Regions from separate parts of the Mus musculus genome. Here regions 2, 3, 4, 5, 6 and 7 are each linked to region 1. A link is a contact called in public Micro-C and promoter capture Hi-C data. All regions are on one chromosome and are shown on one strand. Each heading gives the region's core, a stretch centred on a gene start, on an enhancer-like site or on the middle of the called end of the contact. The rest is flanking DNA. Distances are from core to core; before and after follow the strand shown.

Region 1 (3,394 bases), core at 539-3,038:
CTTAATGTTCAATAACCACATATGCCTGGGAGCTGCTGTGTTAACAGCAAAGGTCTGGATAATACGAGCTGGAAAACTTATTTAAGCTCTGTCAAGAAGCAAAGAATCCAAAACCTAATGACAAAATCGTGGGAACCAGTTTGCAAACGCATGTGTGTTCCCTTAAATAGTAGTCACACTGATTATGTACAATGTATGTCACAGCTTAAATCCAGAAAGCACCTGCCACAGAAATTAAGGCATCCATGGGTGAATGGTTGGAGGGGCCAGGAGAACTAGGACTGAATGGTCCTAACAATTTCCCTCTCACGTCATGCAAAATATCTGTATGTACAAATGTATTTGTATGCACAAATGTATGTACACACATTCTTGTTCCTGCTATAAATATAAGTTTTCTGAAGAAGCCGTATCTGCGTTGACTATTTTGCAGACTGATACACCAGGCACAAACATTTGTGTTGTGAAGAGGTGATTGCCACAGATCTAGAGACAGCCAAAGTTACCTTGAGTGAAGGCCTTTAATGGCCACGTATCACCAGACACTATTTCTGAGCTTCATGTTTACCAGGTAAAGACGTTTGGAACATATTATTCGGCTTCCGATCCAAATGCTATCTATGTAAGTTAGCTTTATATAATCCTGTGATCCACTTGGTGTCCCAGCAATATATTTGGCAAGTACATTGATTTGTGACTTTCTTTGGGACTGTGACTACAAAAGTTGAGCTAAGTTCTTCCACCGAGTAACATACAATCCAGGGAAACCTTAATCTGTGTTTCCAGACCAAAACCACTCTTGTTTCACTTTGAAGAAACTTTCATCTTCCCTTTGAAGTAACAGATGTGTTTTGCATTGACATTGACATTATATGATTCTCACCTTGTCCCTACACTTAGAAACCTGTAAGTAAATCTCGTCTTTAGTAAATCTAAGGGGACCGTGCTTTTGAGAACAAATATACCCAGTATCTCCACCCATGGTGGTGGTGGTGGGAATCTCTCATCTCTCTCTCTCTCTCTCAACATTCACCACAGAATTCTCTACACTATGACCCCCAGAACTGTTGCTAAGAGGCAGCTGCCTACTGAGCCCTCACTTTCAATCAGGTGCACGAGCAATGTTACCTTCACGGGGTCGTTTATCCCTTAAATCATCCTATAAGGGCTACACTGTTACCCTGGGTCAACAGGGCGGGTGTAAACCCTACCCTACCTGAAGTCAGCACAAAGGGCCAACACAAAGCAACCCCAATGGCGAAGTCGACAAGGACAACCCACCGAGGAAGCCCCAAAGCCAGCGCCCCACACCGCCCGAGCCAGGCCCAGAAGACTAGGGTCACGGGAAGAGCTCTCCGGCGCGGGGCCAGCAACCGAGAGGCGAGGCGGAAGGGAGTCGCGGGCGGAAACGCAGGCCGCGGGATGAGGGACCCATCGCCGCTGCCGCCGCGCCTCACCTGCTCCGCGCGCGCGCAGACACGCTCAGCGGCCGGCCGGGCCCGGCCTCTGCATGCAGGCGGGGACTCGGGGTCCACGGAGAGATGGCAGTTCCCGCTCCGGTCCCGCAGACCAGCAGCCGACAGCGGTCAAGGCCGCGGAAAGGGACGGAGGCGCAGGCCGCGCGCAGGAGTCGGGCGCCCGGAGCGGCCGCCATAACCCTGTCGGAAGGTTCCGGGTCCCGCGGAGTCCTGCGCAGTGCTGAGGGTCGGGTAGGTCCCGCGTGTCCGGCTGCGAGAGGGCTACACTCCCGCGAGCGCCCTGCGTGTCCTATAACCCGCGGCTGCGCCCCGCCTCGCCGCTGCCACGCCTTCGCGGGGCGGGGCCGAGCACTGTTCCAGGGATCTGGTTAAGAGTTCACCTTGAACTTTTTCTGCAGTCAGCTCTGCGCTCTGGAGCAATTACTCATCAAGGACTGACCAAAAAGCCACCAGATTAACTTTTGCCTTTTGCCATAGACCCTCAAAAACAAAGCAAATTATCACAGTTTCCAACACTTTAGAATACAAGTTACAGCAAAAGGGACCTAGGTTTTTCCTACACAGGACAGCAGAGAGTTATACAAAGTTTTAAAATGCCAATAGGCATTTTTATGAAGAGAGACATGCATAGGTAAAAGCATAAACTATCTCATAATCAATAATTTGCTATTTAGGGCTGCTGAAGAAAGCAGGTAATAACGGTCAGCCTGAACTGACAAACTGAATATATAAAATCCTGAGAAGTTAACAGGAAACTTTTCTTAAATGAGTAACTATTCAACAGACTTCAAAACTAGAAAGCCGACTTTTAAAACGCGCACGTTGTCATTGCTAGTACATTTTTGAAAGAGTTTTTGTGGTCAGATACGCAACCTCCAAACCTAAGTCCTATGTTGATCAGAGACCTTGGATAAATTACTCTTGGAGGATAAGAGTTTCCATGACTGCGGATAAGCTCACACTCAGGGCCACTCTGGAGGTTAGGTGAATTAGGGCAAGGAACTGCGTCACAGACCATGAGCAATACATACATCATCTTGAGCATTCCTGATAAGGTGCTGAAGGACAGAAGCACATGTTGCAAGCGAACTGAAGACAGTAAAAGACTACTTAAATATTCAAGCTGAGGCTGGAGACGTAGCTAGGGGTAAAGAATGTGTGTTGCCCTTGCAGAGAGCCTGGGTTCAAGACTCAGAAACCATAGAGCTGCTCACAACTCTCTGTAACTCCAGTTCCGGGGGATCCAAAACTTTCTCCTGGCCCCTCGGACACCAGGCATGCACATGGTACACATTAGATATAGATTCAGGCAGACACATACATTTGGGAGGAGAAAGGGTATTCTCAAGAGGCTGAGCACACGGCTCACCAGTTAGAGTACTTCTTGAGCTTGCACAGGATCTTATTTGGTTTCTCAGCACCCACTGCAGTTGGCTCCCAACTTAAAACTGTAACTCCAAGTTTCACAGTAATCCTCTGCCCTCGGGCCTCCACAGGCACCCACTGACATGTGGCATACACGTACCTACACACACATATTTTTAAATAAAAATATTTAAAAAGTAATACTTAAGAGGTGCAAAACTGGTCAGGTGTTAAGGACATTTGCCGCTCGTCCAGAGGAGCAGAATTCCGTTTTTAGCACCCATAGTCAGGTAGCTCATGCATGCCCAGAACATGCTCATTCTGACCCCATGAATACACATGCACACCTCAAGAAAATAAATACTTTTAAAATGAATATTTAAAGAGATAGTCTACCTGTATAAAGTCTCTCTAGAGGACATATGGATATTGAACCTGCAGGGTGTAGACATGATTACCTTAGTCTTTGGGCTAACATCATGTTTAAAACTCGGGTTAGAAAGGGGTGAAGAAATCCTGATGAGAAGGCTTTTGTTGTTTTTCAGTCCTAA
Region 2 (3,394 bases), core at 539-3,038, 950 kb before region 1:
ACCAAAAAGTTCAGACTCTCTCTGTAATGTGCTATTTTTGGCAGTCATTGAAAAGGACTCATAAATACACCCATTTAAGATACTTCCTTTTAATTTAACGTCGAGGTAAAGGTATGACATTTGGCCATAACTCTTTATAAAAACGAAACACTTTAATCATTACAAAAATGCTGGGGTCAAATTCAGCTATGCAAAAGTTTGGTAATGTCAATATACTTATCATTATAGCAATCTAGATTCATAACACTGGTAAATTTGTGAAAGGAAAAATTTTGACCTTGGTACTGATGCCCTAAAGAAGAAAGATTTAAGTGGTGTGTCAGGGATTTGTGAGGCAAAACAAAAAGTGAAGACATGTTAGACATGTCCTCCTTCTTTATGGAAATGGACATGAAGCAAAACTTTTAAGTACAACTGCTAAGAAAACAGTAAGGCTTTTAAATGCCCTTTACCTTACATAAGCGTAAGTCATCCTGGGCAGGGGGTGGGGGTGGAGGTCCTATAGTCAAAGATTAGAACGTTCTTAAGAACATAGTAGGAAAAAAACCCGAAAAGGATGAAAACTGGGGAGAGAAACTGAAAATCGGTGAAACTCAAGTGGCAATCACAAGGCAGAATAGAGTACGTCAAAACCACTAGGTTGTAGACTAAGAAATGGTTTTGTTTCGATCGTTTTTTTTCCAAGGTATTTAATTTGCACGTCTTAAAATAGAGACCCCGAGGAGAGCAGCTTGAGGCAATGGAAGGAAGAGGGTGGGCTAGGTAAGAACGCAGACTTGGGGAGAAAATATGTACAGTGCACGGAGGGAGGATGCTGGAGAGTCAATGTCAGGACGCTGTCGAGAGCTGAGTACAGTCCATCTGATGTGGCTTAAGGAATGCGTGCTCGCAGCCAGCATGCACACCTGGTAAAGGGACAACCCCAGAGAACGGTGCAGAGCTGAGATGACCATTTTTAACCAGCTCTATTGTCTGGTGTATTTGCTATACCTCCTGCAAGTGATCAAGCCAGCCAAAGAACCGTTTCAGAGACCCTGCGGGCCCAGAGAAGATGGACAGCGGCCCGTCCGCACCAGTCCGGTCCGCGTCACCCCCTCCTCGCCGGGCAGAAGAGGAGGGCTTGGTCCGGGCCGCGCTCCGCGTCCGCCGAGCCTGGGAGCTGCTGGTCCCCTTTCTCCGGCCGGCGACGTTGGTCCCCGCGCGGCCCCGGAGCACAGAGACTTCCCCTCCCACCCCACCCCCAGCCGAAAGCCGGGAAGACGCGGAACTTGTGCTCAGGAGCCGAGGCCACAGACCAGGTTCCCGGGTGGGAGAGTCGGGACGGAAGCCTGTGTGGCTTCCCGGGGACACCCCACACACACTCGACCTGCACCCCGCGGTCCCCGCAGTGCCAGGCCCGCCGTCCCCCGCCCGGGGCGCAACCGCGCCACGCTCCCGCCGAACCCCGGGGCCGCACCTCCGTCTTGGTGATCCGGTGCCGCCCCAGCTTCACCACGGCAAAGTTGCCCTTGCCCAGCGTGCCCTCGATGTCGTAGAACCCCACCCGGACTGGCCCGCGCTGCAAGTGCCTCGGGCCATCCGCCATGACCATGCTTGGCCCCCGCTGCAGGACACGGCGACGGGAACGCGAACGAACTGGCCGGCAAGAAGCGGCACGGAGCGGGCAGGAGGGCGTCGGGCGGCGCGCCTGGGCTCTGGGCGACGGCCGCGGCTCTCGCTCCGGCGCTGCTTCCCTCCCGCCCCACAGGGCCCAGCCAGGCGCGCGCCGGCGCTGACGTGAGCCGACGTCAGGGGGCCGGGGCAGGGGGCGGGGGCGGGCCTCCACCGGTCACCATGGCTACCGCAGCCGCGCCGACGTCGGGGGCGGGAGGGAGGGGCGGTGCGCGGGTCGGGCGGGCACGAGGCTTCCGGCCGCGGCGAGGCCTGAGAAGGCTGAGGAGGGCGTCGCGGCCGGGGGCGGGGTCGCCGTCCGCCCCGCCCCGCTCCTCCTGCCTTCCAGCAGAAGCGCAAGAGCGAGCCCTGGTGGGCCGTGCGGAGGATGCACTGGGCCAGTCTCCTGGAGGGTCGCCTGGCGGGCGCTCTCCGCCGGGGCAGCCCTTCCCGCCAAAACCTCTTCTTCAGCGGACTGCAGCGCTAAATTTGGAGCCCGAGGAGCACCGTGGCTGAGCAATGCATTGCTCACAGCCTCTTTTCTTTGTGTTCATTTTAGCTCCCTTGTCAGTACTAAATAAGTCTCTCCACTTTTTGACGTCTAAATTCCTACTCACAGCAGTCGGTCACTTGCAGAAAAAAAAAAAAAATGTCAGCGCTAAAGAGACCCCAGAGATGATTAAGCCCGGAATTTGGAATTGCTAATGGGCTTCGGAGTCTGGAACCTCTGAAATGTAGGTTGAGCATGTTAGTTGAGCATGTCTCTGTGGAGAGGTGACCCGGTATTATCCTAAAACGCTTTGGGAACTTGTAAACGGTTAAAAAGTATCTAATCCGATTTGTTTCCAGATGACGCAGCAGGCTGCCAGAATGAAGGGAGTTGCCAACGTCACACAGGTAATGCTAGAGTTCTAATTATAACCCATCACACCAGTCTTCCATATGGTGACCTAAGTAAACACAACATTTTAATATCTTGAAATATATTATGTGTGTCCAGACCTTGGTTCCTGGGTACCCATTGTCCATTAAAAGAAACGCAACTCGTTTGGGAGTAATGACAGCGGGGGCAAGTATAAGATGCTCTTGAAAGATCTAATATGAGTAAACCAGGGGATTCCTTGTATACAACAGGAAGAATATGTCAGAAGCCAGCTTGAAGGGGCCCACCAGTGCCAAATCTGAGCCAATCTAAGTATCAAAAACCAACAATTTTGGAAATACACTATAACACACATTACTTTTTATTTTGTGTAAGAAGTCAGAGGACAGGATGTGGGAGTTGGTTCTCACCTTCCACTCTGTGAGTCCTAGGGGTGGTTGCTGTAGGTAACTTTAGCCAATGAGCCATCTCTTAGGCCCTAGTGTTTTATTGTTTTGGGACTGTTGTTTTTTTTTTTGTTTTTGAAACATCATCTCACTATGTAGCCCTAGATAGCCTGTAACTTGCCATGTAGACTAGGCAGTCTCTTGAGTGCTGAGATTAAAGGCAGGTGTCACCATTCCCAGCCTACATTAAAATCTTAGAAGGAGCTCATACTTCATTTTGTCACTTTACTTTTTTTTTTAGACAGGTTCTCAGAAATATTGTATATGTGATAAGCCCCCTTAAATGTCTATGCCCTCCCCATCTCATTCAGGAAACTCAAACTCAGAACGGTACCCATGCTAGGCAAGTATTGTATCACTGAGCTATGTTCCCAGTCAGGATAAATGAGAAGAGGATGCATGTAAAAATTATGAA
Region 3 (3,394 bases), core at 406-2,905, 890 kb before region 1:
CAAGATTTCAGCTCTGTAGAAAGCCAGACGATGGTTTTTTTTTTTTATGTCCATTAATTGTCCAGCATACAAACCAAAAGGCCACAGACAGTGCTATCTATGAGGGAGCTATACAAGATTCTCCCCAAATCTCCATGCTTTGATAAACTCTCAGTGGACAAGGAGCTGGGAGCATCCTGTACTTGCCTGCCTTGTTAGAGGTTTCTAACAGAACAGGCTCCCAGCGGATGAGAGTGCTCAGATGCTGGGCTTCTCACCGGGGAAGTGTTCCAGAGAGGAGAATGCAGGCATTGGAGGACTGCAAAGAGCCCTGAACACCCCCAAACCTGGTACAAGAGAAGCTGCAGTTGCTTTTACTAGTGGTCCCGCCTGCCTTTCCAGGCCAGACTGCCAAGAGAAAGCTTAACACCTTGATAGAGTTTCCTGTATGGTCCAGGCTGGCGGCATATGTCTAGTGTATGCTAGTGAGTTCTAGGGAGTACCAGAGCTGGAAGGAGGCCCAGGACCCATCTGGTTCCCCTGCCTTCAGGAAGTGTCTTTCTTTTCTCATTTGCAGGAAGGGGAAGGGCAGGCAGGAGGTCTCCTGTCACCAAGCACAGAGCCATGCAGCCCTAACCCTCCCAGTGGCGTCAGCAGCTCCTCTGCTTAGCCAAACACCCCCTCCCAATCCTGAAACCAAAGTTAGATTTCTTAAACCAGACCCACAAGCTAGAATACAGTGGAGATTCCAATTCTACTCCATCCCTCTTGGCCAAAGGGAACCTGATAAAAAGATACCGATCGCTCCCCGCCCACGCTCCTCCCACCCACCCCCCAACCCCCCCCCCCACCCCCGCGCCCCATGCAGACCTAGTGGAACAAGAAAGAAGTCGGACCACTGTACCTCCTCTGGGGTCCAAGTCCGAGGCTGCAGTGACACACACACAGGGAAGGAAGCAGAGAGTCACTCTTGGAGCCTGGCAGGGCTGGTTCCTGGCTAACTAGGCGCTTTCCCAATCTCCAAGCATTTCCAGGCCAGCCACCCTCCCCTCAGAGGAGAGTAACAGGTACAGTTCCCATAGCCCTGCGGATCCAGGATCGGCTGCCTCCACTAGAAGGGTCCAGGCAGCATGGCGCTCAAGGGGCACTCACTGGAAGAAGTTTGCCAACTGCCCCACCCAAGCTACATCCTCCTCACCCCTTAGTAACCCCGGGGAGAGAACTGACTTCCAGCGTTGCGGATACCTAGGGTGGCCCCAGGAACTGGAGCTGGTTGCATTTTTGCTCCCTGGAAGCAGAGAATTCAAGAAGGCTGATTGGGTCCGGGGTTGGATCTGGGGATTGCCCCACTACATAAAGGGGCCAGGGTGCAGTGACCCTGAAGACAGTCCTCAACTGCTGAGGTTTACTGGGTGCATCAACCCCAGGTGCTCTGGCACCAGCCCTCTCCCCCAGGACACACACTCACCGCTCAGCAGGCGACCCTTCGAATCCCTCGGTTTGGCCAGCAGCACCGCCAGCAACATAGCCTGCAGCGCTGCTCCCGGCTGCATGGCTGGACTCCAGTGCCTCCCGACACCCTGGGACTAAGGCAGAGAAGTGGGCAAGTAGACGACTGCGTTTGAGCAACTGCAACCAAGGCAGCTGCATCTCCCAAGGATCCACAGACCCCGCACTGGGCGGAGTCCGGGAGGGCTCTGAGTCGTTGGTTGCCCATCCACCCCCTGGGACGTCACTGCGGGGGAAGGCAGCCCCTTGGGCTGGCCCGCCCCCAACGTCTAGTGCTCTGGACTCCAGAAACTGCTAACTCAGGGGGAGTAGCCAACGGAAGGGGCCGCTCTTTGCAGAGAGCCGCCCAGGGAGATTCTGAGTTTGCCTAAGAGAAAAATCCCACTAGTTTTTGAACTCCCAGAAGGTGGAAAGCGGGTACTGTACTTTCAAACAGTATAGCCTCTTGCCCTCATCACTACCCAGCTCTAGTGGGCTAAAGTAGCAAAACCCCTACTTACACCACAGTAAGCGTCAGACCAGGGCAGCACCTGGGAAAGAACTTGAGCAAGGGAGGAACAGATTCTCAAGCAGGCAGTGTGTCTACTGACTAGAGGCATTTCAGACTTGGCCTGAGGGAGACCTCCAGCAGAAGCTAGAGTATTCCAGATCTCAACCAGAAAGACACTTTGCTTTGTGTAGGGCACATATTGGAAGATAGGAGTGGTTTAGTGGAGTTCAGCTTTTGGTGGACAGAAAAATGACTCCCGTTGCAAAGAATGATCCTATTCTTCCTATGGAAGCTTTCATAACCAACCCAAGTGTATGCTCCCCTTTACACTCCCACAGTAGTTGTGTTTACATGTGTGTTCTCAAATACATTCGCACAGTAGATCCAGTCTCCCATCGAAAATCTATGAAGTAGAAAGCTGAGAGTTCATTGATCTTTCCGGTATACTATGGTATTGCGAAGCGTAGCAGAAACCACATCTCGGTTACTGCCTTCTGGATTTTGGTTCCAGTTTGCTTCTGTTTTCCTGTTTATCCAGCTTTTCAGCAGAGCAGTCAGAAAAGCAGAGAAGGGGCCCTGAGAAATGGACCAGTGGTTAAGAGCAGTCATTACTCTTGCATAGGACTGGGTTCAATCCCAGCACCGGGCAGTGGCTCACAATCAACTGTAACTCCAGTTCCAGGGATCTCCTGTCTTCTTCTGGCCCAGAGGCACGAGGCTTGCATGTGATGCACATACATACATACATACATGCTGGGAAAACACCCACAACACATAAAATGCAAATAAATAAATCTTTTAAGAAACGAAGCAGAGGTGCTTCCACACTCTTGACACACTTGTTCTAAACAGGCCTGAGATAAAGCAGGAGTAGGGATGGATCTGTCTTAGCTCCAGCTGAGAACAGAGCAGGAGCTGTGTGATTACAGAACCCCGGCACCAACAGGTGGGGACTGGCAACCCTTTCCTGTGTTCCGGTTAGACTATCTCACACCAACCATTCTCTCTAGACTGTCTCCCCAGCAAAGCAACTGTGGTGGTGGTGGGACACAGAAGTGGCACCTGATGGTCTGCTTGAAACGCTGCATTTCCTTGGTGTCTGTGTGTCCGTTGGCAAGTCATTTTATTCATTATATATCTTGATGGCATTAATAATTGCCATAACAGTTTTGTGATGGTTTGCCGAGGCAAATATGTATGAAAATGTGCAGTTATACTTGACTTAATGTCATCTTAAATAATTTATTTCTAATATTACAAGATCTGTTTCACTTATGAAACTACCACATTGCTTTAAATAATTGTGTCTTCAGTTCTCCCTTTGACACTCTGACTTTGGTCCATATCGGGGCTTTGTTAGCAGATGCAATTAACTGAGTGTAGTGGCTTACAGTAATGACCCCAATACTTCCCACC
Region 4 (3,394 bases), core at 672-3,171, 780 kb before region 1:
CCATTGATGGATTCAAAGCTTAATGATTATTCAGGAGAGGGACATTTGTTATAGAGGCAAGCACTCTCTTTGCTTCTCAGCCACCATGAGAGGGGAGGCTTTGCAAGCAATGCACTTTTTGTGCTTTGTGACTCAGATGGGAGCCTATAGGGATGTCCTGCTTCTCTGAAAGCACAAGGCTAAATGTTACCTCTGCAAAGCACTTAGATATCTCTGCTTGCTAGAAGCAAAGTATGCTCTAAAATTGCCCAGTTTGGTGTTTGCAAATCCTGATGGGCTCAGACAAAAGGCTGGGTTTACTCTCTGCTTCTAGGTAAAATGAGGTAGGTAGGTGAGTATTCAGGCCAACATAGCCTATTACATCATTATTTCCTCTCCCTTACACTCTTCCATAGCTCACATTGCTCTCAGATGAAAATAAGAATCTTTGTGTCAGTCAGTTTTTCATTGCTGTGACAAAAATACCCAAGGAAAACCAACACAAAGAAGGTTCACCTTGATTCGTGTTGTCAGAGGGTTCAGGCCGTAGTAACTTGGCCCCATGTTTCTTGATCTGTGGTGCATTGTAGTGGAAGGGTGTGGCAAGGAAAGGCACTCACTTATGGAAACTGGGAAGCAGAGAAAGAGGAGCCATAGATGGGCTACATCCTTTTAGGGCACACCCCCGGTGACTCACACTCTTCAACTAGATCCCTCCTAATCTTTTCCCCCACCAAATAATGCCACCAAGTTATAGCTCCATCAAGAACTTAATTTACCAATGAGGTTAGAGCCTTTGTGATCCAAAAACCCATAAACTAGAACCCTTTAACACTAGAGCCTTCAAGGAACAGTCCTTACTCAAACAGCAACAACCCTCTAGAAAGTTTATAATGCTCTCCCTGAGAGATATGCTCTTCTGGTTCATCTGACACATATCTCCTTAGATCCCTTGATTTTGCCACACCCTTTCAATCTTAAAGCCTTCATGCACGCCTGTTTTCTGGAGCTCATCTTTTAATTCAGGTACTTGCCATTCACCTTCCAGACTCCAGCCTAGGTGTCTTTCTTCTTTGAAAGAATGTGAACTTCATTGGGAAAGAGCATGTAGACTTATTGTTTATCCTTTCCTATACCCAATATAATATCTTGTATAAATTGAGTGCTGGACAAGATGTTTTGGCTGAATGACTGACTGACTGAATGAATGAATAGGTTCACCAGAAGGCCAGTGCTAAATACTCTCCTGGTCTTGTGAAGAGAGATTCCTCAAGTTGTGTAGATGATGTTCTTCTTATCAACCAAAGGGGAGGACAGTAGACAGCATATGTAGTTCTGTGTGTATCTCCTGGGACTTTTGAGTCTCATCTCTTCTGAGAGATGATCATGGTCTCACCTGTCCTGTCTGTTCCAGAGTCTCTACTGACACAGAGACAATTCCCCACTATGCTTACTGCCTGCTTTCTATCGATACAGTATTTGTCTAAAGGGGGAATAAAGTGGTTTTCTCCAGGCCAATCCCAGATTATCACCTGGCTCAGGAAGATGTGTTGGTGCTGATATTCTGGCTTGCAGCTGGAGATCTAGCATCTTAGTTTGGTGTATGTGGCATTGATGCAATTTCAGGATGAGATTCTAGAAGGTGGCATCTAGCCTGCCTGAGATGGTTTGGGGGTAAGCTTCAACATCAGGCAGGGAAATTGGCAGCTGGTTTCTGTGAGCACTCCAGGGCTTTTCACCTTGAGGTCTACTCAGGTGCCACCGAGAAGACTAGGAACTTTCTTTTCCTCAGACAACTGGGCTGTATCTTAGGTGCTGGGCTCTGAGCATCACAAGCCATTTTAGTTGTTCATTGTGGGCCTGCCTCATCCTCAATCACTCCCCCAACAGCTTGCCTTTAGGCTTTCTCGCACTGAGTCAGCAGCGTCCCCCTCCGTTGCCTTGGCATTGTGAAATCAAGCTAAGCCAAGTCCGATTACAATGCATCAGTTCATCAGGGAGCCCACATCCTGTAATCCTTTCCAAAATGATGCTCAGCCAGCTGGCAAGCAGTGGTAAAGAGCATCCGAGGCTGCTGAGGATTCAAGACTCTGTAAAAGCCAACAGAAGGAGCCACAGGAAGGGGAGGTCATGCCACTGACTGGATCTCTTCATGCCCCATGTTGGTTCTGTCTTGCTCACCCTATTTCTGGCTGGCACTCTGAAATCCACCAGCACTGCTTGTCGGTAGCCTGACACTTCTCCACAGAGCCAGTACACTAGGCATTTGGAACTTTCCTCTGTGTTCTGCTGATGAGTTTTGAGAAACAAGCCAGTAGTTTTCTTTGGAGATAGTCTCCATCCATATAATTTTTTCTATCATAGTCCCAATGGAGAGACATTTGTTGACTACTTTTGCCCTTGACTTAAATACAGAAGTATTCGGGTGACCCCATTATTCAGCAAAGGGGAATGAACAAGGCAGTGTATACATCAAGTGGTGTTGGCAAAATAGAATTAAGTTTGGTCACTGGTGTGAATGGAGTTTTCTTTCAGTATCTTGGCTCTGGGATTGATTGTTTCTGTCTTTAAGGAAAGCTCCCTAGCACTTCTCAAGTGCCATTGTTGACTTCTTTCCTTCCTCATTTTCTCTCCCTCCACATTCTCTTCCTTTACCTCCCCCTTCTTCTACAGTCTTGGTGTGTGGCCCGTATTCATTTCAAGCTTACCACAATATCCTACACACTAGGATTGTAGGTATATTCTGCCATACCTGGCTACCAGAGTTGCTTTTCTTATGGGAAATTGTGTCATTTTCTCCCCAAATTGTACATTGAAGTTCCGGTTCCCAGAACTGCCAGATTATGACTATACTGGGAGACAGGGTCTTGAAAGAAGTAATGAAAATAAGACAAACTCATGAATGGTCCATAAGCCAATATGAAAATGTCCTTGTAAGAAGAGACTACATCACGCACATGAACAGAGAGAAGGCTATGTGAAGGTGAAGATGTGAGGGGAGCTGCCTGCAAGTCAGGAAGAGACTCTTCAGAAGATGCCAATCCTGCTGACACCCTGTCACATGGCAGGAGAGTAGATGGATGACGGTGCACATCTGTCTATTCTCCGTAACTGATAGGAAGTAATTTCTTTCCTGAAGCCACCCAGTTGTGATATTTTGTTTCGGCAGTTCTAGAACACAAACAAACAAACAAACAAACAAACAACCCTAATTCAGATATAATTGAAGGTTTGCAGAGGGCCAAGAGAGCATTGGGCTAGATTTTTCTATTTTGATCAGTTTCTCCTTGAGATCTCAAGATTGGCAGTATCTCTCTGGCTTCTCCATCCTTTTCTGTCTAGGCAGCCATCAACCTTATCTCGTTTGGGTTACTTGAAATGATCAATAAATGTAGTGTATCTAGTCTGGTCTTAG
Region 5 (3,394 bases), core at 273-2,772, 750 kb before region 1:
CTGATCATTTCTAGGCCAGGAAGTTCAGGGGGTGAGTCACAAAATTGTTTTGCCTGCCATGGCGTTATTGGTAGGACCTTGATGAAAGAAATGGGGTTGGGTTTCTCTTCAGATGGGGAAGACAGGGAGAGAGTACCAGCAGGTGAGGCCAATAAGTTAAAAAAAAAAAACGTCCGGGCGTGGTGGCACATGCCTTTAATCCCAGCACTCGGGAGGCAGAGACAGGTGGATTTCTGAGTTCGAGGCCAGCCTGGTCTACAGAGTGAGTTCCAGGACAGCCAGGGCTACACAGAGAAACCCTGTTTCGGAACCAAAAAAAAAAAAAAAAAAAAAAAAAGAGCTTGCAACTGGCTCACTGTGAAAGGCTTTAGTGTCTCAGCTCTGTGGCTAAAGGGTGGTACTGGAGTGTGAACCTCAGGCTTACCCATTCCAGTCAAGTGCTACCTTACTGAGCTGTAGTCCTTTAGGGCAAGGCTTTTAACACTGGAGAATGAAGGATCAGACCCAGAATGCATTAGATCACTCTGAGGCACCATGGAAGGCAAACCAGCAAGGACTCTGGACTACCCCGGGGGTATAACCATATGATCTTGACCTGAGAGTAACTGGGTCACTGGAATGGAGCCTATGAGTCTGTTTCAGACACACAGTGGCAGAATGTAGCCCCATACTGTATGTACTGCGGATGGGGAATCCATTACTCTTTCTTTGAGAGGCTTTCCATTAGCCGTGTTGGGGTCCTAGGATTATGATAAGCTGGTACTCCTAAATCCATTAAGTCACCTTTGGGAAATCAGCTTCAGTTAAGAAGCCTGAGTGTCTCTGTTTCTTCTTTGAGCGAGTCGGTTCCCCCTTTCTGTGTACATAACCAACCGTCTGAAACAGGGACCCCTATATTTAAACAATATTACATGCCGCCATTTTGCCAGGGACTGGGGCCAGGGGAGGAGCCGTTACATTTTAAAGTGGAATAAACAGAAAAGCAACACCGAGAACGAGGAGGCTGGTTAGTGAGGCTTGAAGAGAGGGCAGGTGTTTCCTCCCATGGTGAGAATAGTGACCCCTGGGAATCGCATTTCCCGTCGAGCTGGGACCAATGGTAAGGTCAGTCCTGTAAATGGCCTGATAGTGTGGAACTGTATGTGAGTGCCAGAGAAAGCTCGGTGTTGTCTGTATTATCCTTTGGACCCCTCATCGCTCAAGGAGCGCTGATCCTTGACCTCATGGTCCACCCTTTTGCGTTCATACAGACTCTCATGCTCCTCCTATGTGGCATAACACCGTGGCTGTGTGCAAATGGCCTTGGCCTCCTGTGCTGTATGGTGGTTAGTCCCAATTGGCTGGCCCTGTGTCTCAAGCACTCTCCAGCCAGTGGGGGCCTTGGGGGTGCACACAGTGGGTTGACAGGCGGTGTTGCTGAAGAAAAAAAAGTACAGCTCTGCCTGAGGTAGGAGGATGTGATGACGTGGCCCCTCTCAGCGGGAACTCGGGCCTTTAAAAAGCTGAAGAAACAGCCTCAGAGTAAACGGTGGTTCCACGGGAGGAAAGCACGCCCAGTCACATTAAAGAAGCCAAACTGTCTGCTTCAAAGAGAAAAGGCAACATCCTGTCACAAGCCATGCTCTGGCAAAAATGTAAGTGCTTTGCTTGTGGCTGTCAGAGCCAAGTAAGCAGAGGCAGGGTCCAGGAATAGAGAGCTACTGTTGGTGATGGGAGCACCCAGTCTCGTCAGGGCCTCGGGGGCATGGAGGGCTGAGGTGGGTGAGATGGAGCCTGTTGGAGATGATGCTCATTTTCCAACCTGGGGGAATGAACCAGTGTCCCAAGGTGGGGACAGCTCATTGCATCTCCGATTCTGTGCATGAATCACTGAGGTGACAGAAGGGCAGATTATGATTCATGAGACGGAAACCACATATGATATGGGTTAGGAGCCGTTCTTCACGTGAGGACCTTTCCTTTCATGGACCCCAGTTCTGCAGGTTGTTATTGAGTTTTGTTGGCCCACTTCTAGCTGAATTCTGCCAGAGTTGGTTCCCTCCTGTAGATGTGTAGGGATGGGGTGGAAACTCAGTCTTATGAAACCTCTCTCTCTCTCTCTCTCTCTCTCTCTCTCTCTCTCTCCTCTTTTCACTTTCTTCCTTATTCTGTGGCAATGGTTGGTTTTGTGTTCCACTGCAAAAAAAAAACTGTTTATCTTTGACCTTGATTTTTAATCCCTGGACTTGAATGGAACAAACCATGAACTGTATTTTCCATTCTGTGGATTGAAAAAAATCTTGTGTTATCGATAACGGAGGCTATATAGACATTCTTTACAACATTCCTTTCACGAGGCAAATAAAGTCAACTCAAGAGTCTTGCAAAAGGGGAACCTTATTAAGGCTCAGGACTGTACTTCCTCAAGCAAAGAGCTATAATTTCCCTATCTTTCTTTGTAAGATGTTTAATTCCATAAAACATCTTTTATTGGTTTAGGCATAGCATTCCTCAATCAAATTTATGTGATAATCCAGATTAGAAGAAAAAGAAATCGTGGTTTTACTTATAAAAAGTAATCTGACAATAGTGTTCCATTGATTAGAGTGTGACATAGTCCCCTTATCACCCACCTATTCCCAAATTCTTTGAAATTGACTCTTTTCATCTGTGACTCAGAGAAGCAATCCCAACGTGCCTCAGTTTACTAACCCCATTGTTGATATGGGCAAGACTTTTTTGTTTAAATAAAAATAAATGAACTTTGATTTGGACTTGAGATTTCTGACCACAGATTCTAGTTTGGGTAGCTTAGAACTCATCCAAAAAGGTGACCAGAGCAAAACCTTATCTTTCTGGAAGCGGAGTGGCAGCCAACACCATTGTAAATACTATGAGATTGTAGGAACATGGATTTTAATGTCCTTCAAAGTGCCAATATGCCCTCTTGCTTCAAGTGAAATCACTTGAGTTTTGTGTGAGCTGCTTTTAGTTTTTAAACTCTTAGAGTTTGCATATTTAGAATGGAGTGAAAAGTAATCCCACCATGTATAACTGCTCTTAATAAGTTGACGGGGCGGCCAGAATTCTGCCGGGTGCTCTGCCCTGGTGTTAGCCCTGAGGTATGGGCTGTTTGCCTGTATGAAAAAGCCCCCATAGCATCTCATTGTTACATAATCCATTTTCTCTCCTCCAGTGCCTCTTAAGGGATGAACAGATTTTCTTTTGGAGAGTTGTTAGAGGTCTTGCTTCTTGCTCATAAACTCTCTTAAACTGTCTTTTGGGGGCTTGAAGGAAAACAAGAGCAGGCCTTGTGCAACAGACCTATCCCTTTACCCTGGTCATATGGCTGACTAAGACTTGTGGGAAGTGAGTGAAGTCTAGGCAGTGCCAGCGCAGGCGGGGAGGGCAGGGT
Region 6 (3,394 bases), core at 537-3,036, 720 kb before region 1:
AAGCATGGTGGCATGTAGGCAGATGTCTAGAGAAGGAGCTGAAAAGTTCTACAGAAGGGGACTGTGTATCCCACTGGGTATAGTTTGAGCATAAGGAGACCTCAAAGTCTACCCCCATAGTTGCACACTTCCTCCAATAAAACCATATATACTACAACAAGGACACATTTCCCAATACTGCCATACCCTATGGGCCTAACATTCAAACACATGAGTCTGCGGGACCATACCTATTCAAACCACCACAGGGGTCTGTGTCACCTTTCTGTCTGGGCTTGATAGTAGTCATCTTCAAGAAACAGCTACAAGGCTATGAGACAGGCTCATTATATATCAAGAATATATTTTGCATAATTTAAGGGTTTTTTCTTTCATTTTTTTTGTTTTTTTGCAATTAGAATATATTTTATATTCAGTGAAACCTATAAGGCCTTTAGTTTTTCAGGGGTATGACATCATTATTTTCTGTACCCTCTTTCATGAAAAAGTGAAGCTTCCAAGTTGGGAAGTAGCAGAAGCATACCGTTAGAAGAGGGGGGGAACACAGCTGAAACGTGTCAAGCTTTCTCTTCTAGGAGACTGAGCAGGAGGAGGTGGAGCCCCATTAAGTGTAACACCAGTAAGGGAAGGTGGGGTATAATAGATCATGATGGGGGCAAGGAGGCAGGTGGGCACCCCAGTTCTGCTAACCATTGCTCCTATGTTTTTCATCACAGCCAAGAAGCACTGCTACACCCGCGGTGGGGCCCCAGCTGGAGGGTCCCGAGCACCAGGCGCCCCTCACTTATTTCCCGTGGCCTCAGCCCCTTTCCACACTGCCCACCTCCAGCCTGCAGTATCAACCTCCTGCCCCAACCCTGTCTGGGCCCCAGTTTGTCCAGCTCCCCATCTCTATCCCAGAGCCAGTCCTTCAGGACATGGATGACCCCAGAAGGGCCATCAGCTCCCTGACCATTGACAAGCTGCTTCTGGAGGAAGAGGAAAGCAACACGTACGAGCTCAACCACACCCTCTCCGTGGAGGGCTTTTAGGGCTGGCTTGCATCTAACAGATGTTTCACCCATAGCTGAGATTTTAAAAGTGTTCAATAGAGCCCAGACTTCTGTTTGAAGTAGCTATTTCACAGGCTTCCTTTCTTCCTAAAGCTAAATTGTATCCCTTCTTTTCTCCCTTCTTCCTTCCCTCGCTTCCTTCCTTCCCCCACTGCCATCTTGCTTATTTCTTATTTCTCCTTCCAGTTTTCTTCCTCTGGAGCGGCAAATGATAGTGATATTATGAACAACGCTTTATACGGAATGTCACCAAGTCTGCAGCTCAGGGTTTTCCTTTGGTGGCACATCATTGGGGAAGCAACCTTCTTTCAGGTGCCCCCTGTTTCCTGGTAGCAGTAGCTTTATAGATCTACTCTATGATACGTTCTGCGCCCCAGTTTTGTTTTGTGTGCTGTTCTCAGCCTTGGCCAGATATACTATCTAAGTGGATGTTTCTGGTCTGGTTACAGGGGGATGGGACAGGACCATCAGGGTGGGTAGGGACAGTGAGTGAGTGATGGGAGACGGGGCTGAGGAGCAGCAGGACACACATGTGTGTCTGTGGTTAGAGAGGGAGTGAGGAGGGGCAGGGGAAGGAGTGATCTAACAGCTCTGAAAAAAAATACCACTTTAATGTGGTTTAGCTGTTCTTGTCAGCGATTAGGAGGAAAGCTGGATATGGTATGGAGGATAAATGACGAGTCTGCTTATTTCTGCCTCTCTGCAGGCCCGCTAACATGATGCCAGCACTTAAAATACTTCTGTCAGCATATTGCCATAGCAACAGGAAAAGAAACAGGTGAAGCCGATCATTGAGGAGGCTTGCACTTAGTCCTTCCACGTGGGCTTTTAATTCCTGTTGTGACTCACCCAGGGCCATCCTGACGCGTTGCTATGGATTCTTGCGCCCACTCACCGGCTGTCTCTGGGGTCCTGAAGTCCTGGTCAGCAGGCCCACTGGCCTTCATTTTCAGTTTTATCAGTTTTATTGCAGTTTTTGCTGGAGAAGCATAACACTTGCTGTTGAGTGTTTTGCTGTCTCCTAGTGCTTTGCTCCTGAAGTGGATGTGTCTTTGGGAACTGGCCCATTGTTTACTAATGATACCATCATTACACATACACAAGTTTTAGTCTGTAGAATCCATGTAGAACCAATAGATCTTCTAGAAATGACAGTTTCTTTGATATCCCACCCTCTTTCTTTCTGCTTCCAATGAAAACTTAGAGCTACCTGTTTTTTTTTTCTTCTTCTTCTTCTTTCTTTCTCTGCTTTGTGTTTATTTTGATTCAGACATCTCATTATCTACCTGAAGTCCTGGTATACTTAGCTTGAATTTGTTATTCCTCTTTAATATTTAGATTAAATGCTAGATCTGAATGGTAGGTTTACACTTCTGTTGGTGGTTACCATGAACAAGAAAGGGAGAGGGAAGCCTCAGCCTATTTAATTAAGACCTTGTTGCACTTAAAAACACTATTTAAGATTTCCCAGCTACTTGGGAGTTTGAGGCAATCACAGAGGAGTTAACACTGGGAAAACAAACAAAACAGCAAAGAAAGTAGTGTGAGCGGTTGCTGGGATTGAATTGGCATCTTTTTCGCTTCTTATCTTGAGACCTCACGTCTTGGCTGCAGGCATCCAAACAGATTTCCTCCAGAGCCTCATTTGCAACATTTTCAATAAAGATTGGTTAGATGACTTTCCTGTGCCGAAGTGTTTTATTTCTCGTCTATTAATTCCTCTCACCTCTCAGTAGAGCGTCTTTAGAGGAAGAAGCTTTCAGTAGGGCTGAGCTTGCAAACTGATCTGTTGCTCTAGGAGGGGAAAGCTGTCCCCACTGTGTCTGTTGGGCAATTTTCACAGTGGAATATGTATTGGTTGGCGGGTTTACTCTCCAGGGCAGTGGGGGCTTAGAGGGTGGGAGGAAATCTTGCTGGCCTACTGCTCTTCCTGTTATCTATGCTACATGAGCGACTTCTCTCGATGCTTGGTGTCTGGGCTTCTACCACAGGCCTTGGTGAAGCTGTCAGTCAGGACCCTGGACATGTGACACAAAGAGAGACCTGAGAAGGCAGTCATGTCCCCCACCCAGACTCCATCCTTGCAGCAAGTAATTCTTTCTGAGGGGTGACCACCCAGACTCCATCCTTGCAGCAAGTAATTCTTTCTGAGGGGTGATTTTGGAAAAAAAAAAGTGCAATTATATTTATTCATTTAATTATTTTCTGAGTTTACTGCCTTCATTGTCCATCTTTATGGAGTCATTTTTGTAAATCATCCACGTTATTCTGCTGTATAATTATTTCCACATACCAGAATCACTTGGACAATCAGCATCATTATTTCTACACATTTACGCACA
Region 7 (3,394 bases), core at 510-3,009, 650 kb before region 1:
TTCATGTTTCTTTGTCTGCTTGAAAAAGTAGGAGTCAGCCACATCAACCCCTCCATTCAGAGTGGTAGCCGCAAGAAGCTGAAGGGGGTAAGCATGCAGAAGAGAACATTAGAGAGAGAAGTGGCTAGTGTGAGCCCTAGGGATTCTGAAGAGAAGGGACGCTTGTGGAGTTTTAAGAGCATGGAAGGGAAGCTTCTTCAGTGTCCATGTGTGACGTGAGTGGATTCTGGACCAGGCGGTCTCATACACTGGGTGGGTTTGGGGAGAGACCCGTGAGGTCTGGTGGTCTCGGGGTGGGGGGGGGGAGGGATGACGAGCGAGCGTGGACTGTGCGTTAGTAGCAGATTTGGAAATTGAACTAGAGAAAATTGTTAAAAGAAATGAGAACCTTTGGGGAGTCTAGGGTTTTTGTCTTTGTTTTTTTTTTTTTTTTTAAATCTCCTTTTGAAAGGAGAGTCTTGGTCGTGGAGGGGCATTTCCTGGATAGTCTACATATCTGTTGAAATGGTAAGTATGGAGATCACATGTGGAGGGTGTGTGTGGGTCAGGGGGGCACAAGACATAACTGGAACCCGTCATCTTATACATGGAGTCTGAAGCTTGGTATGATGATCTGAAAATTAGTGGTGACTCCAAGCCTTGTCCCACCTTGGTATGAATATATACATTTAAGAAGGCAGTATAGTCAATATAATTGAGGATGTAGCTCAATTGCTTGAATTCTAGTCTAGCATATATATAAAAAACCCCTCTCCTAGGTTTGATGCTAGAACTACAAAAATCAGGCATGGGGTCCACACCTGTACTCACAGAACTCTGGGGGTGAAGGCAGGAATAGCAGAACTTCAGCCATCTTCAGCTACATAGTGAATTTGAGACTAGCTTGAGCTACCTGAGAGCCAGTCTTGAAAATATATGCATAGTGACGACACATCGAACAGTTGAAAGAAAACCTCTGGAGTCCCATAAATCTGGGTCCAATGTAAGCGCTGCAGCTTTCCACCTGATTCTTCATTCTCCCACCTGACTTTCTTTGGAGGCTGCTGCGCTCTTGTTGGTAAGTGAATATATCTTAACATACAGAAAGGGAGATATGTGTAAAGTCTCTATTTCAGAGCTCAGCAGTAAATAACAGCTATTATGGTTAGTGTTTGAGACAGGGTCTCATGTAGCTTTTAGTTCATGTTATAGCTGAAGACAACCTTGAACTCCTGCCTCTCTTGCCTCTATCTCTCCAGTGTTGGGACAGATATGTGCCAACTGTTATTATTATTATTATTATTATTATTATTATTATTATTATTATGAGAAAGGATAAACAATACAATTGTACCACCCTTTCCAGTCCTTGTCCAGATATTAAACTTAGTGTCAAACTTAGGTCATGGGATTGTTTTTGTGCTTTATGTGATTTTCTGTTTTTCCATATTTCTTGCAAATCCAACTTTTAAAACTCCAGTTTAATTTGAGGAAAGAGGATTTACTTTTTGCTTAAGGTCGGCTTTGGAAATTAGGAACTGGAGTTTGGTGCGTGCGCACGTGTGTGTGTGTGTGTGTGTGTGTGTGTGTGTGTGTGTGTGCTTATGGTGGGGCGTGGGTGGAACATGTTTTGAGGTCTGAGGAAATCCATTGAGTTAGAAGGAAAAACAACTCTGCCCAGCAGGGAAAGGAGGAAACCTGTGCTGTGGTGAACTATGATCCCCTCCCCTGTACACCTCTCACAAGACCCTCTCGCGCTGAGGAGCAATAGCTTCAGGAAGTCCTGTCAGGTCAGGAAGCTGCTAGCACCCCCTGGTTTTTTATCTTCTCCCTGCCGTCTGAAGCAAGGCTTTTCATAAAATAGAGTTTATGATGAATAAGTCAAATCCTTATTTGAGAGCAGCTAAGGTTTGGACTATTTAATATTGCAGAGTGAAGCAATATTGGGATATCTTAGCTGTAGCTATTAGATTGGACGTTCAACTGACTTGACCCACAGGAGGGAAGAGGGTGACAGACACTGGCACAGTGTCCAATGAAGCTTGCTGCTTCTAAGACAAGGAGTGACCTGAGCTGCCCACAGGATAGCTGGAGATGAGGTGATATGCGTAATAGGATGCTATTCAGCTACACAAAGGAGGAAAGCTGTAATTGTGGTGGCCCGGATGGAACTGGCACCATTATGTTAAACAAAACAGGCTCGGAAGTCAAGTTTTCCTTGTTCTTCATGACATCTGCAGCCTCTACAAAGTCATCTCCTAGAGTGGGTACTGGAAGCTGGGGAGGGCCAGCAGAGGTGAGTGTGGTGAGAAGGGAGGGAGAGTGCATGACTCTCAGATGGAAGAGTGCATCTGAGTAGAAGAGGCAAACTGAAAGTCTCATTGTGCACATCAGAATCAAGCTCTGGCTGGTAACTGACCCTGTAGCTTATACAGCTAACCAAGGAAACGACCAGGGCAGGAAGGGGTGGCTATGCCAGGCACACTGTTAATTATATATTTACATGTATATTGAATATCATACTGTATTACAAATATGTATAATTATTCAATTAAATCAATTAAAAATAATCCCAAGCAACAAAATAAACTCCATTTCATGAAAAGACCCTCATGTCTGCCATTTTTCTGTTTTGTTCACTCAGAATAAGTAGTTTTTTCCCCCCATAACCTACAAAGTTAGAGGTTTGACATGTTTCCATTCTATTAGAAATGGTAGTTTTGAGGGTGGGAGGAGCTTGACTCCCCAACTTGCTCTCAGAACACCCCGTAATCTGGCGTGCATCTGGCTGAGGTTGGCACTTACTTTCTCTGGTGCTTATCAAGTGACAGTTGTCATAAATTCATAAAAGCCACTGCATGCCGAGCATGCAGGACATGTCACATGACGCACCATGTGCTCTGCAGACATCACCCAATTTCACTCGTGTTACTGCCTGTGGTGGGTATTGCTGTCCCCATGTCTATGGGACGAAGCTGAGACTCAGAAATCAGGACTATCTCCATGGATGGACTCAGTCCTCGCAATCTGATTCTTATGCTTGTGCAGTAAGCTCTTTATCACTGAGTTATCTCCCTAGCTCCTTACTTTATTATTATTATTATTATTATTACTAATATTACTATTATTATTAATTTGAGATAGAGTCTCTTTACAAACTGGCTATCCAATGAGCTTCCACAATCTGCATGCTCTCTCCTCCCTTCCTGGCCCCAGCCCTGAGGTTATGAGCAGACACCACCACGCCCAGATTTTACTTGGGTGGATGGGATACAAACCGAAGTCCCCATGCATGCTCAGAGCGCACTTTACCCACTGAGCCCCTGAGCCATCTCCCTAGCCTCCAGAGATTTGTTTTAAATGCTAAATAGAGAGATGAGAACATCTAAAAATTAATAACCAAAATAAAGAGGCT

What was found. Promoter capture Hi-C pulls out the DNA fragments that hold promoters and counts their contacts. A called contact is a pair of places that touch in the nucleus more often than the background predicts.
Region 2: a Micro-C map of embryonic stem cells shows a contact between it and region 1, with 7 times the contacts expected there. The contact joins the promoter of Sik2 here to the promoter of Fdx1 in region 1. A contact is called at or near these places in 4 of 39 promoter capture datasets (HPC-7-derived erythroid cells, hippocampal neurons, liver and 1 more), 1 of 484 Hi-C or Micro-C datasets (embryonic stem cells) and 2 of 115 datasets of contacts at active chromatin or transcription factors (astrocytes and embryonic forebrain).
Region 3: a promoter capture Hi-C map of hippocampal neurons shows a contact between it and region 1, with 5 times the contacts expected there. The contact joins the promoter of Layn here to the promoter of Fdx1 in region 1. A contact is called at or near these places in 9 of 39 promoter capture datasets (the 3T3-L1 cell line, the C10 cell line, embryonic stem cells and 3 more), 3 of 115 datasets of contacts at active chromatin or transcription factors (astrocytes, fibro-adipogenic progenitors and stem cell-derived neural progenitor cells) and 2 of 9 other capture datasets (adipose tissue and embryonic stem cells).
Region 4: a contact with region 1 is called in a promoter capture Hi-C map of hippocampal neurons, with 2.5 times the contacts expected there. The contact joins the enhancer-like site here to the promoter of Fdx1 in region 1. A contact is called at or near these places in 7 of 39 promoter capture datasets (the 3T3-L1 cell line, embryonic stem cells, hippocampal neurons and 3 more), 1 of 15 datasets of contacts at CTCF or cohesin (the NIH/3T3 cell line), 1 of 484 Hi-C or Micro-C datasets (forebrain) and 6 of 115 datasets of contacts at active chromatin or transcription factors (T-cell acute lymphoblastic leukemia, astrocytes, embryonic forebrain and 3 more).
Region 5: a promoter capture Hi-C map of embryonic stem cells shows a contact between it and region 1, with 4 times the contacts expected there. The contact joins the promoter of Pou2af1 here to the promoter of Fdx1 in region 1. A contact is called at or near these places in 6 of 39 promoter capture datasets (the 3T3-L1 cell line, 3T3-L1-derived adipocytes, embryonic stem cells and 2 more), 2 of 115 datasets of contacts at active chromatin or transcription factors (embryonic forebrain and memory CD8 T cells) and 1 of 9 other capture datasets (embryonic stem cells).
Region 6: a contact with region 1 is called in a promoter capture Hi-C map of hippocampal neurons, with 3 times the contacts expected there. The contact joins the enhancer-like site here to the promoter of Fdx1 in region 1. A contact is called at or near these places in 8 of 39 promoter capture datasets (the 3T3-L1 cell line, HPC-7-derived erythroid cells, cranial neural crest and 4 more) and 2 of 115 datasets of contacts at active chromatin or transcription factors (embryonic basal ganglia and neural tube).
Region 7: a promoter capture Hi-C map of the HPC-7 cell line shows a contact between it and region 1, with 9 times the contacts expected there. The contact joins the enhancer-like site here to the promoter of Fdx1 in region 1. A contact is called at or near these places in 16 of 39 promoter capture datasets (the C10 cell line, the HPC-7 cell line, HPC-7-derived erythroid cells and 11 more) and 9 of 115 datasets of contacts at active chromatin or transcription factors (the NIH/3T3 cell line, T-cell acute lymphoblastic leukemia, cardiomyocytes and 6 more).

Annotation. Positions count from the first base shown.
Region 1 is chr9:51,961,814-51,965,207 of GRCm38.p6, forward strand. It overlaps Fdx1 (ferredoxin 1), which reads right to left and starts at 1,789. Exons shown (of 4, transcript NM_007996.2): 1 at 1,458-1,789. The coding sequence starts at 1,654.
Region 2 is chr9:51,007,285-51,010,678 of GRCm38.p6, forward strand. Sik2 (salt inducible kinase 2) reads right to left here and starts at 1,789. Exons shown (of 16, transcript NM_178710.3): 1 at 1,457-1,789. The coding sequence starts at 1,591.
Region 3 is chr9:51,075,439-51,078,832 of GRCm38.p6, forward strand. It overlaps Layn (layilin), which reads right to left and starts at 1,656. Exons shown (of 8, transcript NM_001033534.1): 1 at 1,448-1,656; 2 at 884-907. The coding sequence starts at 1,532.
Region 4 is chr9:51,178,845-51,182,238 of GRCm38.p6, forward strand. No RefSeq gene overlaps it. Among named protein-coding and RNA genes, the nearest start is that of Gm32742, 12 kb to the left of the region's middle. Within about 2 kb of position 1,922, at least 41 of the 459 cell types and tissues checked have an H3K27ac peak or open chromatin away from gene starts, as enhancers often do. A contact at or near this core is called in the NIH/3T3 cell line, T-cell acute lymphoblastic leukemia and hippocampal neurons, where this site is marked.
Region 5 is chr9:51,212,168-51,215,561 of GRCm38.p6, forward strand. It overlaps Pou2af1 (POU domain, class 2, associating factor 1), which reads left to right and starts at 1,523. Exons shown (of 5, transcript NM_011136.2): 1 at 1,523-1,634. The coding sequence starts at 1,619.
Region 6 is chr9:51,237,350-51,240,743 of GRCm38.p6, forward strand. It overlaps Pou2af1 (POU domain, class 2, associating factor 1), which reads left to right. Exons shown (of 5, transcript NM_011136.2): 5 at 717-2,730. The coding sequence ends at 1,031. Among named protein-coding and RNA genes, the nearest start is that of Pou2af1, 25 kb to the left of the region's middle. Within about 2 kb of position 1,787, at least 56 of the 459 cell types and tissues checked have an H3K27ac peak or open chromatin away from gene starts, as enhancers often do. A contact at or near this core is called in embryonic basal ganglia and hippocampal neurons, where this site is marked.
Region 7 is chr9:51,307,897-51,311,290 of GRCm38.p6, forward strand. The region is part of intron 2 of 1810046K07Rik (RIKEN cDNA 1810046K07 gene); the gene reads right to left. Among named protein-coding and RNA genes, the nearest start is that of Gm39338, 3.4 kb to the right of the region's middle. Within about 2 kb of position 1,760, at least 1 of the 459 cell types and tissues checked has an H3K27ac peak or open chromatin away from gene starts, as enhancers often do. A contact at or near this core is called in the HPC-7 cell line, where this site is marked.